Linked DNA regions of Anser cygnoides: region 1 is linked to region 2. The links are chromatin contacts, called in public Hi-C maps. All regions are on one chromosome and are shown on one strand. Each heading gives the region's core, a stretch centred on a gene start, on an enhancer-like site or on the middle of the called end of the contact. The rest is flanking DNA. Distances are from core to core; before and after follow the strand shown. Region 1 overlaps PHACTR2 (phosphatase and actin regulator 2). Region 2 holds the start of PLAGL1 (PLAG1 like zinc finger 1).

Evidence for each region. Hi-C and Micro-C count contacts between places; a contact is called where the count stands out from the background.
Region 1: a Hi-C map of liver shows a contact between it and region 2, with 1.8 times the contacts expected there. The contact joins the enhancer-like site here to the promoter of PLAGL1 in region 2. A contact is called at or near these places in 3 of 7 Hi-C or Micro-C datasets (granulosa cells and liver).

What each region holds. Positions count from the first base shown.
Region 1 is chr3:57,810,763-57,814,729 of Taihu_goose_T2T_genome, forward strand. The region is part of intron 1 of PHACTR2 (phosphatase and actin regulator 2); the gene reads right to left. Among named protein-coding and RNA genes, the nearest start is that of PHACTR2, 13 kb to the right of the region's middle. Within about 2 kb of position 1,674, at least 2 of the 3 cell types and tissues checked have open chromatin away from gene starts, as enhancers often do.
Region 2 is chr3:57,611,949-57,615,735 of Taihu_goose_T2T_genome, forward strand. PLAGL1 (PLAG1 like zinc finger 1) reads left to right here and starts at 1,721. Exons shown (of 8, transcript XM_066994220.1): 1 at 1,721-1,863.

The DNA of each region.
Region 1 (3,967 bases), core at 424-2,923, 200 kb after region 2:
CTCAAACAGAACTTGGCTAGTAAGAGAGACTGTAAGGGCACCTTTTTTTTTTTCCTGTTATATTAATCTGTACAACTCTATGGGACATGGCCAGAACTTACAGATATAATTTACTGAATTTCTGATTTTGTTTGTACTACTCTAATGCCATCATTTTATAGGACATGGAGTACGTTCTATAAAATTGACTCAGTGAGAAATGACTAAGACATTTTCATGATCATTTCAGCCAATATTGAATAAATTATTGAGAGACGATTTGGTAATTTAGTAAGAGTGTTCTTTTTATGTTTCATTTGGAAAACAATAAAGCATGAGGATACAAGGGAAAATGTCTTTGTTTACTTGTAGTCATATTTAGTCTTTATACTTCTGTTTTTTCTCATAGAAAATTCTGCTGCACATGTACTAGCATACATGAATATTTTGATGTTATCTTTGATAGTTATCAATTGCATGTGAAGCACTTAACATTGCCAGGGTGTTTATCATGAAAGACAGCCTAAAAGCAAAAAACCTAGACAGGGCATCCTCCTCCAAGAATAAAGAAAGAAAAAAGTGTTTTTTTTTGTTTGTTTTTTGTTTTCCTGCCATGAAATTGTTTTTGAATTGCAAATAATGAGGGATGTTTCTGTTTTATGCTTCTGGGGAAAGTCATTCCAATTCCAGAATGTCCAGGCTGAGAGAAGGAATTCCTATTTTCAGGATCTTTCAGTTAAGGGATTTTACATCTGCCCTTAGAGCTGCATACATAACCTTTAAATCTCTAGCAGGCCAGGAAAACACCACGATGAGCAGCATCTGCTTCCATGCACATTGCCAACCAAAGTCTAAGTATGTATTTCTGAATACATCATATAGATCCCATTGAGTTTCATTTTAGAAAAGACTACTTCAGAGTTCAGCACGTACAAAAATTTCAGTCTGATTCTTTTTAATGGTTCTTTTTCAGAAGACTACATAATAAATGAAGAACTCAGCCTGAAAGTCTGCATTTATGACCTTGCTGTGGAGCAGGGTCGAAGCACTCTGTACGAATACTGGAAAACGTGGCTCTAATTAAAGCGGACTTCTCTCATAATGGATCAATGTCCAGGTGTGCAACAGGCTTCCCACCAAGGATAATAGCTTCTGTTAGTTCCCAAACAGCACAGACAACAGACCTTGCTCACCTGCTCCTCAGCAGTTTCTTTGACGGATCAATACAGAAACCACAAGCCTGGACCAAAGTACAGCAGAATCAATGCTGCAAGGAGATCCCATTTCACCAGTGCGACCGATAATGCCGAGCCGGCAGCATTGCCTCGGCTGAGCGAAGGGCAGATGACTGATGATAATATTTTGTATTGTTTAAATACATATACATCGTATTGCTTAAAAGAAAAAGAAGGTAAAAAAGGGGGGGGGGGGCTTCAGGAAGTGCAAAACAGTGCCATGCTATCCTATCCCACTCCGGTTTTATGCCTTTAAAGACTGCTGAGTTAGCATTTAAAGACACCAAAACTAACAAAGGCTCTGCCAGGACATGCAGAAAGGCGCAGACGTGCAACAAAGCCGGCTCTGAGCGGTCTCTTAAGGCTGCCGCAGAAGGGTTTGTGCGCCCACAACAGCAAAGCCGGCATTTTAAATTCTCCGCGCCGCGGGAAGGGCTGGGATGCGGCAGGACAACCGCCCCACCTAGCGTGCCGGCCCCGTGCAGCGGCTGCCTGCCGGCCCTACGGCATCGGTCACAGGGATCACAGAACCGCAGGGGCTGGAAGGGACCTCGAGGGATCGTCGGGTCCAACCCCCAGCCGCACGCGGCTGTGCCCCGGCCGGCAGCCCCGCAGCTGGGGGGGTTCGGGGGGCTGGACAGGTGAAGGGGCTTTATACATTCACTGCACAGGGAGAAATAAAAAAGATCACTCATATGTGAGAGAGACTCTCTTCCATAACTTACTTTAATGCAAACCAGTTGTTTAAAAGCAACGACCTTCTCACTCGCTGTTTTCTGTTGTAGGCACAGTGCTTTTCGGCTGTTCAAAAAATCCCGAGACGTGGACAATTTTTCTCCTCATCTCCACGGATGGGCAGAGAGCTGGTAAGGGTTCAGCACGTCAGCTCTGCTGGCCAGCACAGGCAGAAGGGCTCCTGCAGTAACCAACGCTAGATGGTGAGCAATTATTTTTCCCCGCTTTCTCCATACTCATTGGGTATTGCAATACTAAAGGTCTGGAGAATAAGGATTTTCCACTGAACAGGAACCAAGGGAGCAGAAGCAAAAGGTGGCTTGCTGGGGATAAAATGGAAGAGGTGGAAGAGAATTAAATGATTTTTCTAGTCAAAAAAGAAATAAAATTTAAAAGAAGTCACTTGCTCTGTTTGTGGACATAACGGTGGGATTACCAAAGAAGAGAACCAACGCTCTCCTCAGTCCCACTCCCAGGCAGGAGAGGTGGGAGTAACTCCATGCACCACAGACACTTCCACCCTGTCCCTGTCCTGATCAAGATAACAAGGAGCCCAAGCAGGGCTCTCATCCCACAAGGAAATCCTCTCGCATGAAGCTAAGCTGCCTGGACACCCGACATCCTCAGGTGTACCTCCACCGTGCTTTCACAGAAAGAAGTTAGAAGTTGCTCTATAACACTACCTACTGTCAAATGGTTATAGATGCTTTCCACTTGCTCCTTGTTTATTTGCCCTTGGAAAACAATCTCCCAGTACTTAGGATGGCACGTTTATTTTAATCATTGCTAAGCCTGGGTGATCACAAGATGTCTTAATACTTCTCATGTCTATTCAAATCAGCACTTTCTCAATAGACTGGAACTGGGAAATGAAACAAAACAAAACAGCCTCCCCAAGGACTGTGGTATCGAGCTACAAGTCACCTTGTCTTTGTAAAGTGTTGTGAAGGGCCCTTTTTGGGATAAAAGCTGCAGCAATATATTTCAGCCTGAGCCAAAGCCCCTTGAAGACGACAGCAACACTGCCAGCCACAAGTGTACAGACATGAATCAGGCCTCCAGAAACATGAGGATGACCTACAAAGAATATTATAACTTAATTTAGAAAAGAAAAAAAAAAGGGGGAAAAAAAAAGAGAACGGTAGATTTCTATGTTTCTTTCTTCTAATTTCTTCTAATTTCTGAATGCCTGAGCATGACAGGATCATGTTTTCGCAAGTTTTCTGCAGCAAAGAAGCCCAGCAGCCACTAAAACCAACAACGGAGGAGACGACTGCCAGAACCCAACCAAAACAGCAGTAAAGGCCAGGAAGCCTTAATGAAATCTCAGACCAGAAACTCCGCTTCGGCCTTCAGCAGCAGCGCCCTGCTGGGGTACGAGGCGGCGGCTGCGCAGCGGCTGAAGGCGGGCAGTGGGTGGCTGGGTGGCAGCCGTGGCGAAGGCTTGGCTGGGGCAGGCTGGCATGCTGCCACCGCCCGAGCTGCGTGCTCCTTGGAGGAGTGCTCTCTGCTAAAAGCATTGGGTCCTCTTTTCCTCAAAGCCAGTGTACTCCCCGGGGGATAAAAATGCCCATGTAACATACTAACGCTACACCAAGTACACTGCAATCCGAGGGAGATCATCAGCGCAGGCTGGCGGGGGGAAAGGAAGCGGGTGCTCAGCCTTTTCTCCTTCAGCGGCAGCCTGAAAGCCCAGTGACCAAAACCTGCCGCCCTGCTGGGAGCAGGGGGCCATGCAGCAGCCTTCAGCCTTTCTCTTGCAGATGCCCCATCGGTACCAACCGGGTCCTTCCTCACCTGTGACTGCATACTTGTATTTTCTAGCAGGGAAAGCAAGGCCCTACCAGCCTGGCAGCTCGATGTTTCAGTCACTTAGACAAATGGCATTTAAATGAACTGGGCTGAACTGAGGGTGGGTAATTACATTCTTCACATAGACACACATCGTCATACCAAGAAACTGTCAATGACTATGGACAGGGCACACCTAGTGCACTCTTACTCCTTGCATATCCCGA
Region 2 (3,787 bases), core at 471-2,970:
TTTGCACAGCCCACATATGTTTACAGCATGAGGAGCCAACAGCAGTCACCCAGCAAAGTCCTTGGTGAGATCATGGGATTCTGGGCTTTATAATTAATAAGCAACTTGATAAGTGGCACGTCGGGTCAGGATGCAGGCTGTGGGTGCTCTCCCCAGGAAACGCCAGAAACCAGGCACAGTGTTGGTTTTGGCACTGAACTTTGGCCAAGGGACCAGCTGTAGCTGTCAGGTACCCAGCGGGGTACTCTAAGGGTCAGTGAACGCCCCAGACAGTTGCATGCATGCCCAGTGAGGCTGCTTGTCTCTGTACATCTTTCCCAAAAACTGCTGGTGACAATAAGACTGCATCCACGTGGTTTCCATCTCTTGCTTTCTCTGCAAAGCAGAGCCAAAGCATTGCTCCAACAACCAGCTCAGCAGTTTAGCTTTGTGTTTACTTCAGCAATTGTTTGAGAAGTGGGGAAGACATTGAGATCGCCTGTTCCTGATTTAATTTGGAAATCCTCTTGAAATCCTCTTGATGCTGACGGACCAAACCAGACTCTACGTTTCTCTTTAGCACTGTGACAGACTGGGAGCAATCTCTTGAGACCAAAATTCATGGCTGGTTTGCTGCTGACAGAAACCACAGGTTTCAAAGAGCTGAGGAGAGAACGGATGAGGAAAATACACCTATGAAAATACACCTTGCTTGCTTTTTTATATGCATGTGCTAAATATGAACCTCGCCTTATCCATCCTTAATGTCCATAGCCTTTGGGGCCCTCAGAAGCTGCATTGCTCTAAGAGCAGCATGCAGCAATGGACAGCACTGGCTGTGCGGTGTTCACAGAGCTGTGATTCCTGTCCTGCCCTGCAGGAGCCACCTTTACACCTCTGTGACAGTGCCTATTGCAGTCAGATACTGTATTCCAGTGCAGTTTCTCACTGCTGGGGTAGCTATCCCGGCACAAGATAGGAGATAGATATGGCCCAGAGTACGTTTCTGTGCTCTGGCTGTAATATAGCTTTACTGCAGCAGTGATGTAGTTGCAAACTGCCTCACGTTGCTTCACTCCTCCTCCTCAGCTCCTCCAAGAGCATTTCGGCATCTCGCTTTGCCCAGGCCTTACGTATTTAGGTATGATTTTACAGTACATGCCATACGAAGTGAGGCTGAAGAAGTTGAATGTGCTCGGCCTGGAGAAGAGGAGGCTCGGGTGGATCTACTCGTGGTTTTCCAGGACTGAACCCGAGGCTGTAGAGCAGAAGGGGGGAGCGCTCTGTCCACAAGGACGCACAGTGACAGGCCAAGAGGCAACAGGCACAGGTAGCTTGAGGGGAAGTGCTGCCGGCAGGCGTGCACACGCGTACCCCCCGGCCCCTCAGCACCCTGCTCAGGTCGCCGAGGTGCAGAGATCCGAGACAAGGGTGCAGGACAGGACGCGTGCAGGACATTTTAATGCTCCCTCCTTTACAGGACCAAGCTCTACCCGATGAAAGCCAGGACATTTCCGCGCCTCCTTAGCAGCCCCGACAACTCGCTGCTGCACCCCTGACAATTTCCGCGGCCGTAAAGCTGCGATATTTCTACTTCACTTTAAAAAAAACACTAAAACTTTCCGGCCCGCGCAGCGGCCCAGCAATCCCCCCCTCGAGCCCGCGGCGGGCGAGGAGGGGAGAGGCGGGGAGGAGGAGAAGGGGGCAGGCGCCGCGTCCCGCCCGGCCCCCTCCGCCCCCCACCCCCGGCCCCGCCGCCGCCGCCCCGCCGCCAGGCGTCTCTCGGGGGCCGGGACGAGCCCCGGAGCCTGCACCGGAGCCGCCGCTGCGCTCCCCGGCCCGGCGCTGGGGCAGCGGGCGGCGCCCGCCGAGCCGGGCCATGAGGTGAGGGGCGGCCGCGCCGGGCCGGGCCGGGCCGGGACCGCCGGGAGGGGCGGCGGGGCGGAGGGGCGGGGGGCGAGCACCGACCCCGGGCACCTGCACGGCCGCGGGGAGGCCATTACGCCACAGGAGTCCGCCGTCGGGTTGGGTGGTTTTGTGCTTTTTTACTTTTTTTTTTTTTTTTTAACTCGTCGCCCCCTCGGCTGCCGCTGCCCCACGCCGGGTGCATCGAGGGGCTCGGGGCGGGGGCACCTCTCGGCGTCGCCCCCGGCACCCTGCGAAGCCCCGGCACAGGCTGCCCGGTAGCACCCCGGCAGCACGGAGCTGTCTGGGGGCTCGTTTCCGTGCCAGGAGCAGCCGCGGGCTCAGCCCGTGCCCACCGAGCTGCTGCCGGCTCGCTTCGGTCCCCGTCCGTCTCCAGCGGGCAGTGCCCAGCTGCCGCCGGGCCCCGGGGGAGACGCGGTTGCTTCCCGCCGGGGGGAGGAGGGATCTGCCGCACTGGACGGGTTGTTTGGTTTTTTGAAGGGTCTAAGTTTGTTAATGTTTAACTTTCAGTTTTGTTTTGCTCTCGTTGTTCTGTGAAAAGTCTGCGTCTCTCACAACCCAATGACAGTTTGGGTTTGTGGGCAGGTGAGTGCAGGACAGCCAAACTCTTCCCCAGCGGCTGCTTTCCGTGTTTGACTTGAGCATAACGTGCGTGGGCCTCCTTACAAAAGGCTAACCACCTCTGTAGCAGATATTTAAATTATTTGATGAGAGCACAAAGTAGTGTCTGTCTATAAAACGTGAGCTTAAATATGGTCTTCCACCTGCAGCTGATATCTTTAAATTTATAAAGGACAAAATCCAAGTTATGCTTTGGGTACATGATATGCATGTGTATGTATGTATATATACATGTCTATATGTATCACCTTGATGACAAGTGTCTTCAATAATAAATACAAATACCACCCACATCCTCTTTCTGAAAAGTGCTAGGAGAGGATGTGCATGGTGGTATTGCCAAAAGATTAGCAAATCCAGCTCTGGCAGAATGAGGAAGGAAGAAGCTCCAAATCTGTAGACCACTCAAGTCTCTCCTCGCTGCAGTCACAAAACTGCCATCAGCCTGTGGGACCTGAATCTCGGTTCTGCCAATGGTTGGCAGAAAATGTGTTTCGAGTCTCAGATGCCTAATCACGTGCAGCGATGCAAAGTGTCAAGTGGTGCTGCAAGGATTTGGCAACTTCTCTTAATTTCTTTGTCCTGGAGCCCTTGGGAGAAGTGGTACTGTTTCGACACTGGTAGAGCAAAGCGGTATCAGGATACTCCTAAAGCGTTTGGATCAGAGGCCAGTAGGGTTTCAAAGAAGAGGTCTTGAGTCCTCTTCCCTCACCACCTGCCCTGGCCTTCAGGTGATCTCTCTGGGGGCTGACCGCTGTCCTGGGGCAGGCTGACTGCAGCACTAGGAGAGGGGACACACCTCTTCTGCTCCCTTACGTTGGGCATGGCATACTTCTCCTGCAAGACACCAATATCTCGTTTTCTTGCAATGCCCTCCGCGTTGTACTGACCCACGTGTGCAGCACCTTCGTTGTGCCCTGACCCTTCACTGGAGAGAAATACAAGTGCTGTCGTTGGGAATTCCCATTCACTGGCCCTTCCCGTCCCTGCTAGGGCTTTGGAGAAGCTGCATACCAAGCACCGCTCCACCTCCGTGCGTGCCCAGCTGTAGCACTGTAAAACACATAATGGGGCTGTGCCAGGCAGGTGGCTCTGTGTGGAGCATGAGCAATTCCTCTCTGGACAGAAGTATGGATACAGTGACAGGATCAGTGACAAATTGTGTGATTATTATTTGATATTGCGTGCATTTGCTGCCGTGGTGCAGCTATGCATTTCGTATATTTTCCACCATTAGTGTGCACTTACTTGTCCTGCATTG